Regions from separate parts of the Mus musculus genome. Here all the other regions are linked to region 2. The links are chromatin contacts, called in public promoter capture Hi-C maps. All regions are on one chromosome and are shown on one strand. Each heading gives the region's core, a stretch centred on a gene start, on an enhancer-like site or on the middle of the called end of the contact. The rest is flanking DNA. Distances are from core to core; before and after follow the strand shown.

Region 1 (3,605 bases), core at 777-3,276, 180 kb before region 2:
CTAGGGATTGACCCTGAGGCCCCACCCACGAGAGACAAGCATATACCACTGAGCTACATCCCCAGATCTCAACAGGATGCTTCTTAGATGAGGGTGGGTTTGCAGCAGGTAGAAAGCACAGTAGAAGTTGGAGGTGCAGAACAGATAGTCCAGGGAAGATAGGAGAGGACTTGGGGGCTGGTGTTCATGAATGGATTGCAGATATAGGCTAGGATGAGCTGTGAGAAACAAGACACTTGTTTACTGACACTAACTGATTATTTGACCTTGTGCAAAGGTGCCTCTAAATTTTCTGTTCATACATGGAGGAGCCTGCCTGTAGAACATTCAAGACATGAAGGGAATATGAACATGGGTTTGAGGCAAGCCTGGGCCAATTGTGAGACCTTGTATCAAAAAATATATTTGAGCATTGGGAAGAAATCACAGTGGTTAAGAGCACTGGCTACTCTTCCAAAGGACCTTCGCTGGATTGCCAGCAACTATGTGGAAACTCACAACTCTCTTTTGCTCCAGTGGCAGGGGATCAATATCATTTTCTGGTCACTCGGACACTGTACACACATGGTACACAAACATACATGTAGACAAAACATACTGCAAAACATACATATAAAACAAAAATAAGTAGTTTTTTTAAAAAATACATACACATGCATACATATTCTGTTTAGGACAATTTGAAGAATATGTGGTAGACATCTCAGAACCCTGAAGGATGCCCCTCCTACAATAATAGTCAAAAGACTATTCTCTATTTTAAAGACCAGGCTGGGATTCCTTCTACAAGTTCACCTCCAGCTCCCAACCTCCTCGTGACACACTGAGCAGTTTCTGTGGTTGTGATCCAGCAGGCTTAGGCCACACTTCCACCCTCAGCATACCTTCATTGTGGGCATAAGGTACCAGGACTATGTGCATTCAGAATACAAATAAGGGGTCTTGAAGCTTGTTAGATTTTGACAGAAGTTTGCTGCAGGTTCAGAGTTGCTTCCGGGGGTCTCCCAATGGGGTAATGCCTAAATGGAACCAGAATGGTTACTTGAGGACCTTATAAAGGTCGGGGAAACAGCAAGATGCTTCCTAGGCTTGAAAAGTTGCAGACCCCAATATATAAGTCTATGAAAAATGCTAACATGTAACAGCAATGCAGTAGGCCTTGGGACATCCCTCATCACAGATATGTGGATGCTGGGCTTAGAGACTTAGAGATGTCTCCGTGCTTCTGGGCTTCAGTCTTTCTTGGAATGATTGCTCTTTTCTGCTTGCTCTGTCCTCCTTCAGAGAATAGGACCTTATCTTGACTTGGGCCAGTCATTGGGCCATCTCTGTTCCATCTTTATTCCTGAGCATCTCATAAGTGGGACAAATTGTGTCCCTTCACTAGAAATCCTGCCTGGCTACAGGAAGTGGCCACTTCAGTCTCCATATCCGCAGATGCTCAGAGTCTCAGCTAGGGTCACCCCCATAGACTCCCAGGATCCTCCTCACCCATTCCCAGTTCTCAAACTAGTCCCAGAATGCCCCAACATATTTCCATTCTCATGCCCAGCCCTCTCCCTCACCCCTTCACACACCTGCTCCCTTTCCCCACCCCCCTCCTCGGCCTCTCTCACAGTTTCCTCCCTTCATTAACCAAGCTCAGAGTCTATCTAACATGCAGTGCAGCTACAGTCCTAAGAGTGAAGCACCATGGCAAGCAAGAGTTGAAAATTATCTATGGAGGAGGGAAGATGGTGTGAGGAGAGGGTGTTAAATCATCAGACCTCTCCAGAAGACACTGCTGATCTGAGAGCAGGCAGAACACACTTGTATTTCTTGCACTGAGAAAGTAGAGGCAGGAGGATCAGGGGATAAAGGACAGTCTCCTCCATCAGGCACTTTCAAGGCCAGGCTGAACCTGTCTCAAAAACAAAAAAAATAAGAATACACAATTTCAGAGCTGGCCTCCAACCAATCAGGGCAGACCAAGTTAATTTTCACAAGATAAGAGGTTCAATAAAAGGCAAGTCCTCTCCAGCTTTCCACAGCTTTGTCCACAGTCCATTATGACAAATATGGAGACAACGGCACAAGCTGGGTCCAGTGTCCGAGTCTGGATGGCCTGTCTGCTCCTGATATTTCCTACCACTGTCATTGGTAAGACATACTCCCTGAACGAGTGAAGTGGGGTTTCTGGCTCTGTGGCAAACCTGAGGAAGGAGGAGACTGGAGTGAGGCAGTAAGAGTGAACACCCTTCTCTGAGAAGGTGCCCAAAATAGAAGAGTACAGGTGTGGTATATCCCGACTGGGCAGAGTCATTATTATCTGAATGATCTATTTTTTTTAAAGACTGAACTCAGGAGTTTAACATATGAAGAAAGCTCCAACACTAAGCTATATCCTCACTCTTACCTTTATGTTTTAATCAGTCATGGTAAAATGAAAAAGAATGTCATAAATGAAGCCTACTTACAGATCACTGAAAAATTGGGGATACAAATAACCCCATGAGGACATAGAGGGGAGGCACAAGATGACTGAACAAGTAGTGGGAAATGGGGAGAGAATACTCTCTTCTTCTTCTTCTTCTTCTTCTTCTTCTTCTTCTTCTTCTTCTTCTTCTTCTTCTTCTTCTTCTGCTTCTGCTTCTGCTTCTGCTTCTGCTTCTGCTTCTGCTTCTTCCTCTTCCTCTTCCTCTTCCTCTTCTTCTTCTTCTTCGGCTTCGACTTTGGCTTCATCGTCATCATCCACCTCGACCTACTCATCCTCCTCCACATCCTCCTCCTCCTGCTCCATACTCCTGCTCCTCCTCCTCTTCTTGCTTTCACAAGTGGGCAAGAATAAGCAATGCAGGCTAAGCAGATTGGTTGACTACCACACCTTAGTTAACATGTGAGTAACTGAGGTTCAAGCTGGGAGCAAGTCTGATTCAGACTAGAGATTGGGACACAAGGTAAGGTAGAGGAAGTCAGGGATAATCATGGAGAGAGGAGCCAAGCCTGCTAGCCACACACTTGTATTTCTTGCACTGAGAAGGTAGAGGCAGGAGGATCAGGGGATAAAGGACAGTCTCCTCCATCAGGCACTTTCAAGGCCAGGCTGAACCTGTCTCAAAAAACAAAAAAATAAGAATCATGAAGGTAGCCACTTGTTGAAGAGCCTAGCCATAATGCTGGGTGGAGAGTATTCAGAATAGAACCCAACAAATAGATGCTGGAGGAGCAAGTCTTCCTTCATTTTAAAAGTCCATTATTTCCCCCACCCCTTCATGGAGACTGTAAACTCAGCACCCAATGACCCTTCTCTCCCTTTCTCAGGACCCAAAGTCACTCAGCCTGAAGTGGATACCCCCCTGGGTCGTGTTCGAGGCCGGCAGGTGGGTGTGAAGGACACAGACCGCATGGTAAATGTCTTCCTGGGCATCCCCTTTGCTCAAGCACCACTGGGACCTCTTCGGTTCTCAGCTCCACTCCCACCACAGCCCTGGGAAGGTGTGAGAGATGCCAGCATCAATCCCCCAATGTGAGTACCCCTGCAGGAGGTGGAAAGTGGGCAGGGTGGTGAAAATTGCTGTATGGCAGAGTATGTGGAGCTGAGGGCTGGCCCTGGGATTTCCATTGGC
Region 2 (3,709 bases), core at 786-3,285:
CTGCCTCTTCCTCCCGAGTGCTGGGATTAAAGGAGTGCACCGCCATACCCAGCTCAAAGCTTCTTTTACTTAGGACAAAATTTGAATGGGTCACATTTAAATAAGCAAAGATAACATCCTGAATTCACAGAAATCACTACACACTACACCAACTGGGAGTCTCCTAGGAGTTGCTTCAATATTATTCCCAGTTTTGTGGCTTATCCAAACTTTAAAAATCGTTTTTCTTCCTATTTAGAAGCCTGGGACTTTGTCTTTCTTTTCCTGAGATTCCGCTCAGCCTACCGCATCCCTATTCAGAACCCAGACCCTTTCCCCTCCTCATAAATAAAAGCTAGTGTTTGGTGCTTGCTTGCTTGGTTATTGTTAGCATATAACTATTCCTACTCTGCTTTGCATTAGAATTCAATTTAGAAAGTTGGTGGGGGAAGGGTCCACCTTCTTTTGTTTTGTTTTGAGCCAGCGTCTACTTTATCTCAAGTTGGCCTTGAACTCATTTTGTAGCCCAGCATGGCCTTGAACGTTTTTTTTTTTAAGTTATGCTTGTTTTTATGTGTATGGGTACACCACAGCTGTCTTCAGACACCCCAGAAGAGGGCATCAGATCCCATTACAGATGGTTGTGAGCCACCATGTCGTTGCTGGGAATTGAACTCAGGACCTCTGGAAGAGCACTGACTTCTCTAAACAGCTGAGCCATCTCTCCAGCCCGACCTTGAACTTCTTTTTTTGTTTGTTTGTTTTTTGTTTTTTGTTTTTCGAGACAGGGTTTCTCTGTATAGCCCTGGCTGTCCTGAGCTCACTTTGTAGACCAGGCTGGCCTAACCTTGAACTTCTTTACTGCCTCACTCCCAACTGCTGGGATTCCAAGCAGGCACAAATCAGCACACCCAGCCTCTAAACATAGCTAGCTACACACGTCAGCGTTTCTGCAGCCACTTTCCCACTGGACAGACAGCCCAGTGACCCAGTTGTTTTGGCGTGCAGCAATGCTTCTCAAAGACGTTCTACTATTTTTATTTTATTTTGTTTAATCCCATAGCACTGACTTGAAATTTTGTGACGTATCCACTGTTAGGCTTCTTTATAGCCAGTTTGAGTATTTAGTCTGTCACTTAGTTCCCTGCTAAATACTACCCTTAGGAAACATAATGGGAATCGAGCTTTGCTGCCTAGGATCAAGGAAGCTTGGGTAAAGTCTTTACCCTCCTTGTGCCTCATTTATTCGTCTATAAAATGAGACTGAGGGTGTGAGGTCTTGTCATCAAAAGAGGCCTCAGCTGCCTTTTAATTTTAGGGTGCCCTAGAGCAAGCAAGCCGAAAATTCTGGCTGAATAACTAGAGGAGCCCCTCTTCTACTCACTGGAAACGGAGGCACAGAACACTTAAGAGCTTTAGTCACTACCATAAAGCATTGGCAAGCAGCAATGGTGACTCCAGGCGGAGCTGCAGGAGGCAGCCTCTGTGCTTAGAAAGTATTCCCTAGGTTGAGCATTTCTGGAAATGAGACCTGGCCCGGAACTCTTCAGCCTTCTAACTCAAATCCTCTCGCTCTAACCCTTGCCAACGGACTCATACATCCTCGACTCTGAGGTGGACCCTGCTCAGAGACCACTGGGTCCAAGGAGAGTAGGTTTCTGAACAATTTAGGCAGTGGCAGCCAGCGTCAGTACGTGACAAGCTTGATAATGGTCCGCGGGGCCGTGAGTCTCTGGGACTGGGTCCTTCCTGTCCGTTTTGTTCCTAGTGCAGATTAGTGGGACAAGTGTGCAGACGGAAGACTTTATTTTTGTGTGACATGTTTCCCGCCTTGTGCCTTTTCTTGCGTAGGCATATATGGTGCGCTGTGCAGTTTCAGGACCTCTGGAATGTGGCCCCTAAGTTCTAAAGCAGCTGCTCTTCCCTCCAGCTCTACCCGCGCGGGTCTGGCCTCTGATCCAGAGTTTGCGCGTGCGCGACTCCGCCTCAAGCCCCGCCTTCATGATTTAGCCCCGCCTTTGCCACGCTTTACGGCCCGGCACGCCACTTTTGCTGCAGTTGCTCTGGGCGCTGCTGTTGCTACAGCCTCTCCTGCCGGGGCTGCTGCCCGGGAGGTTGAAGGGAGGTGAAGTGTGTTGTTGTGTTCGTGCTGCCGTCGCCGCCCGGAACCGAGTGGAGAGCCGGACGTCCGCGGGCTGGCGAGAGCGACCAGTCAGCAGCTGCGTGCTCTCCTCAGGCCGGGTCCTGTCTGCGCTGCCGCAGGGAGGCCGCCCGGCCCAGCGAACCGACCCAATGCTGGACCTGGAGGTGGTGCCTGAACGCTCTCTGGGGAACGAGCAATGGGAATTCACTCTGGGTGAGTGTGGGGTCTTTTGGGATCCTGTTGGCTGGCCCTTAATTCTCCCTAGTCCCTTCCGCTTCTGGTTCCTGCCCCAGATGCCCCTGCGCCCGCGGTTCTTCGCCTTTTCTCACCCTTTAGTCTTTCGGCTCCGGGCTTTAGAATCCCGCTCCTCCCGTCTGTCATAGGATCAGCGATGTCTCAGCAGGGTCCTTCTTTGGACCTCTATGATAGTAATAGCCAGTACACACCAAATACTTAGTGGAGTGGGAAGGTCCTGCTCTTTTGAATTTATCTCTAATACAACTCCCTGAAGTCTGAATATCGATAGTATTATGCCCATTTTGCTGACTCTAATAGTTAAGAACTAGGTAGCACACCTAATCAACACTCTGGTCTCTGATCTGTCTCTCTCTGGTTTTAGGGGAGTGGGGGAAACCTAAGCTCATGCCTCACAATCAGATGGGGGTGGTGGGGGAATGAGCTTGCTTTTCTAAAAGGAACTCTCGACTTGTTTTCTTCTCTTTTGAAATGTACTCTTAACGTGTGGTGTCGCAATACCAGATACCAGAGTTAAAAGTTGAAATTGAGTGAAGTGGAAATTACACATTGGCTTGGTAGACAAATCAGTTAGGTCACTTGGGGAGAGTTGGCCTTCGTATGTGAACAAGAGTATTTGCATTTAGTGACTCCAGTGTGTTTACTTAGTGGCAGCACTAAGCGAAGGGGCTGGGAAAAGGTGTTCCTGCTGCTTGTTTGTGTGGGCCTCAACCTCTGTCTCTCTACTGGGAGCTCTTGGACTGAGTCAGCTGCTCCATTTGTTTATGGCTTATCCTTGAATGTAGACGACTCTGTCTATAGAGACAGCATATTGGAATTACCTAGCTGGGTAGATTGCTGGGGCTTGGTGGCTGCCTGCCTCTTTCTTGCCCATTATAAAAGCCAGTTTCATCAAGGGCTCTTGGTTCTCAGAACTTAGACTGCCTGTTCCTGTAGACTTCTCAAAATTTAATCTGCTATGAACATGTTCCATTCAACCTCATATGAGGCATCAAGAGCGTGGTTGAAAAGCAAATGATGTTTGACTTCTGATTAACATTTTTTTCTCCCCTGGACAACTCCTACCTAGTCTGGACATCCCAGGACTGGTTAAGACCCACAGCTACAGATGGTTTACTGAGACTGTGTATCTCTTTGTTTGATTTAGTGCAAACAGGAGATCAGCTGGGGTCAGGAAATTTCCAGAACACTGAACTATAACTAACATAACTAACTACCCAGGGCTTTTGGCAAATTTGCAAGAACCAAGAATTTGAATAGTTGTTTTTTTTTTTTTTTTTTTTTTTTTTTTAAACACTGTCTTCATATCAGCCAAAAATCCTAGGTTGAGAG
Region 3 (3,608 bases), core at 452-2,951, 140 kb before region 2:
AACTCACAACCCTCTTTTACACCAGTGGCAAGGGATCCAATATCTTTTTCTGGACACTCAAGACACTGTACACACATGATACACAAACATACATGCAGCAAAACACCCTGAAAAGCATATACACAAAATAAAAACAAATATTTATTTTATTTTATTGGGTAATTTCTTTACTTACATTTCAAATATTATCCACTATCTCCCCTGTCAGAAACCCCCTGTCCCATCCTCCCTCCCCCTGCACTTATGAGGGGTTTCCTCCATCCACTTCCCCACAACTACCTCCCCGCCCTCGATTCCCCTAGACTGGGACATCTATTGAGCCTTCCTAGGACCAAGGACTTCTCCCATTTATGTCTATTTTTTTTAAAAAAGTGAAAACCCATGCATACATATTCTGTTTAGGACAATTGGAAGGATGTTTTGTAGACATCTCAGAACACCTGAAGGATGCCCCTCCTATAATAATGGTCAAAAGACTATTCTCTGTTTTAAAGACCAGGCTGGGATTCCTTCTACAAGATCACCTCAAGATGCCAACATCCTAGTGACACACTGAGCAGCTTCTGTGGTTGTGATCCAGCAGGCTTAGGCCACACTTCCACCCTCAGCATACCTTCATTGTGGGCATAAGGTACCAGGACTATGTGCATTCAGAAGGCAAATAAGGGGTCTTGGAAGCTTGTTAGATTTTGACAGAAGTTTGCTGCAGGTTCAGAGTTGCTTCCGGGGGTCTCCCAATGGGATAATGCCTAAATGGAACCAGAATGGTTACTTGAGGACCTTATAAAGGTCGGGGAAACATCAAGATGCTTCCTAGGCTTGTAAAGTTGCAGACCTCTATATATAAGTCTATGAAAAATGTTAACATGTAGCCGCAATGCAGTAGGTCTTGGGACATCCCTTATTACAGAGTATGTGGATGCTGGGCTTAGAGACTTAGAGATGTCTCCTTGCCTCTGGGTTTCAGTCTTTCTTGGAATGATTGCTCTTTTCTGCTTGCCCAGTCCTCCTTCATAGAATAGGACCTTATCTTGACTTGGGCCAGTCATTGGGCCATTTCTGCTCCATTTTTATCCCAGCACATCTCATAGCCAAGACAAATTGTGGCTCAAAGATTTCATGGGTGAGTTGATATCCCCTTCCCTTCACTGGAAGTCCTGCCTGGCTACAGGAGGTGGCCACTTCAGTCTCCATATCCCCAGGTGCTCAGAGTCTCAGCTAGGGTCATCTCCATAGACTCCCAGGAGCCTCCTCACCCATTCCCAGTTCTCCAGCAAGTCCCAGATTTGCCCGCCCCCATTTCCATTCTCACTCCCAGCCCTTTCCCAATTCCCAAACCTGATCCCTATCCCTATTCCCCTCCTCAACTCTGTCCAACCCAGTTCCCTCGCTCCATTCACTAAGCTCAGAGTCTGACTGACATGCAATTCAGCCACTGCAGTTGTAAGAGTGACACACCATGCCAGGCAAGAGTAGAATCATCCACAGAGGAGGGGTGGTGGTGGTGGGAGTGGGGGTAGTGGGTGGGGTGAGGGTGTTAAATAGTCAGACCTCTCCAGAAGACTCTGCTGGTCCTGCTCTGAGAACAGGCAGAGCGTAGAATACACAATTCCAGAGCTGGCCTCCAACCAATCGGGCAGACCAAGTTAATTTTCACAAGATAAGAGGTACTATAAAAGGCAAGTCCTCCCAGCTTTCCACAGCTTCGTCCACAGTCCGTTATGACAAATATGAGGACAATGATACCAGCTGGGTCCAGTGTCCTAGTCTGGGTGACCTGTCTGCTCCTGGCATTTGTTACCACAGTCACTGGTAAGACATACTCCCTGAACCAGTGAAGTGGGGCTTCCAGCTCCGTGGGAAACCTGAGGAAGGGGGGACTGGAGTGAGGCAGTAAGAGTGATCAGCCTTCTCTGAGAAGCTGCCCAAAATAGAAGAGTGCAGGCGTGGTATGTCCCGACTGGGCAGGGTCATTATTATCTATATGATCTTTTTATTTATTTATTAGAGACTGAACTCAAGGCCTTAACATACGAAACAAGCTCCAACACTAAGCTGTATCCTCACTCTTACTTTTATGTTTTACTGTTTTAATCAGTCATAGTAAATCAAACAAGAGCGTCACAAAGGAAGCTTACTTACAGATCCCTGAAAAATTTGGGATACAAATAGCCCCATGAGGCCATACAGGGGAGCCACCAGATGACAGAACAAGTAGTGGAAAACTGGGTGAGACTCCTTCTTCTTCTTCTTCTTCTTCTTCTTCTTCTTCTTCTTCTTCTTCTTCTTCTTCTTCTTCTTCTTCTTCTTCTTCTTCTTCTTCCCCCTCCCCCTCCCCCTCCCCCTTCTCCTTCTCCTTCTTTTCTCCTCCTCCTCTACTTCATCTTCTTCTTCTTGCTTTCACAAGTGGACAAAAATAAGCAATGCAGGCTAAGCAGACTGGCTGACTATCACACCTTATTTAACATGTAACTGAGGTTCAAGCTGGGAATAAGTCTGATTCAGACTAGAGATTGGAACACAAAATAAGGAAGAGGAAGTCAGGGACAATCATGGAGAGAGGAGTCATGCGTGCTAGCCACACACTTGTAATCCTCACACTGAGCAGGTAGAGGCAGGAGAATCAGGGGTTAAAGGCCAGTCTCCTCTATTCAGCACTTTCAAGGCCAGGCTGAACCTGTCTCAAAAACAAAAACAAAATAATAATCATGAAGGTATCCACCTGCTGGAGAGCCTAGCCCTGATGCTGGGTGGAGAGTATTCAGAGTAGAACCCAACAAATAGACGCTGGAGGAGCAAGTCTTCCTTCATTTTAAAAGTCCATTATTTCCCCCATCCCTTCATGGAGGCTGTAGACTCACCACCCAATGACCCTTCTCTCCCTGTCTCAGGACCCAAAGTCATTCAGCCTGAAGTGGATACCCCCCTGGGTCGTGTTCGAGGCCGGCAGGTGGGTGTGAAGGACACAGACCGCATGGTAAATGTCTTCCTGGGCATCCCCTTTGCTCAAGCACCAGTGGGACCTCTTCGGTTCTCAGCTCCACTCCCACCACAGCCCTGGGAAGGTGTGAGAGATGCCAGCATCAATCCCCCAATGTGAGTACCCCTGCAGTAAGTGGGCAAGTGTGCAGGGTAGTGGCAGTCTCTGGATGCCAGGGTATGTGGAGCTGAGGGCTGGCCCTGAAATTTCCCCTTGGCTGCAGGTGCCTTCAGGATGTAGAGAAAATGATCAACAGCAGATTTGGCCTCAATGAAAAGATTAAAATCTTCCCCATTTCTGAGGACTGCCTGACCCTCAACATCTACAGCCCCACTGAGATCACTGCAGGGGACAAAAGGCCGGTATATAGTCCAGAGGACCCCATCCAACTCGACTATGACAAATGACCTTCTACACCCCTGTTTCCTAAACACTCCAGAAGTTCTTATAATACCCTGGGCTACAAGGGGGGTGGCTGGAGTCCAAGAAGCTGGGGCCACTGATTCAAAGCCATTTCTCTAGGTCATGGTATGGATCCACGGAGGCTCTCTGCTGGTTGGCTCCTCCACATCTCAGGATGGATCAGCACTGGCCGCGTACGGGGATGTGGTAGTTGTCACTGTCCAGT

Evidence for each region. Promoter capture Hi-C pulls out the DNA fragments that hold promoters and counts their contacts.
Region 1: a promoter capture Hi-C map of liver shows a contact between it and region 2, with 2.7 times the contacts expected there. The contact joins the promoter of Ces3a here to the promoter of D230025D16Rik in region 2. A contact is called at or near these places in 6 of 39 promoter capture datasets (the HPC-7 cell line, cranial neural crest, frontonasal cranial neural crest and 2 more), 3 of 15 datasets of contacts at CTCF or cohesin (the NIH/3T3 cell line, embryonic stem cells and stem cell-derived epiblast-like cells), 35 of 484 Hi-C or Micro-C datasets (the AML12 cell line, the Ba/F3 cell line, the G1E-ER4 cell line and 17 more), 8 of 115 datasets of contacts at active chromatin or transcription factors (PVALB interneurons, T-cell acute lymphoblastic leukemia, astrocytes and 3 more) and 2 of 9 other capture datasets (adipose tissue and embryonic stem cells).
Region 3: a contact with region 2 is called in a promoter capture Hi-C map of liver, with 3 times the contacts expected there. The contact joins the promoter of Ces3b here to the promoter of D230025D16Rik in region 2. A contact is called at or near these places in 14 of 39 promoter capture datasets (the 3T3-L1 cell line, 3T3-L1-derived adipocytes, the HPC-7 cell line and 10 more), 7 of 484 Hi-C or Micro-C datasets (the G1E-ER4 cell line, the HPC-7 cell line, cerebral cortex and 3 more), 3 of 115 datasets of contacts at active chromatin or transcription factors (embryonic forebrain and embryonic stem cells) and 2 of 9 other capture datasets (adipose tissue and pancreatic islet).

What each region holds. Positions count from the first base shown.
Region 1 is chr8:105,046,573-105,050,177 of GRCm38.p6, forward strand. Ces3a (carboxylesterase 3A) reads left to right here and starts at 2,027. Exons shown (of 13, transcript NM_198672.1): 1 at 2,027-2,139; 2 at 3,301-3,505. The coding sequence starts at 2,049.
Region 2 is chr8:105,223,152-105,226,860 of GRCm38.p6, forward strand. D230025D16Rik (RIKEN cDNA D230025D16 gene) reads left to right here and starts at 2,036. Exons shown (of 16, transcript NM_145604.3): 1 at 2,036-2,335. The coding sequence starts at 2,272.
Region 3 is chr8:105,082,054-105,085,661 of GRCm38.p6, forward strand. It overlaps Ces3b (carboxylesterase 3B), which reads left to right and starts at 1,702. Exons shown (of 13, transcript NM_144511.2): 1 at 1,702-1,812; 2 at 2,892-3,096; 3 at 3,204-3,342; 4 at 3,503-3,608. The coding sequence starts at 1,722.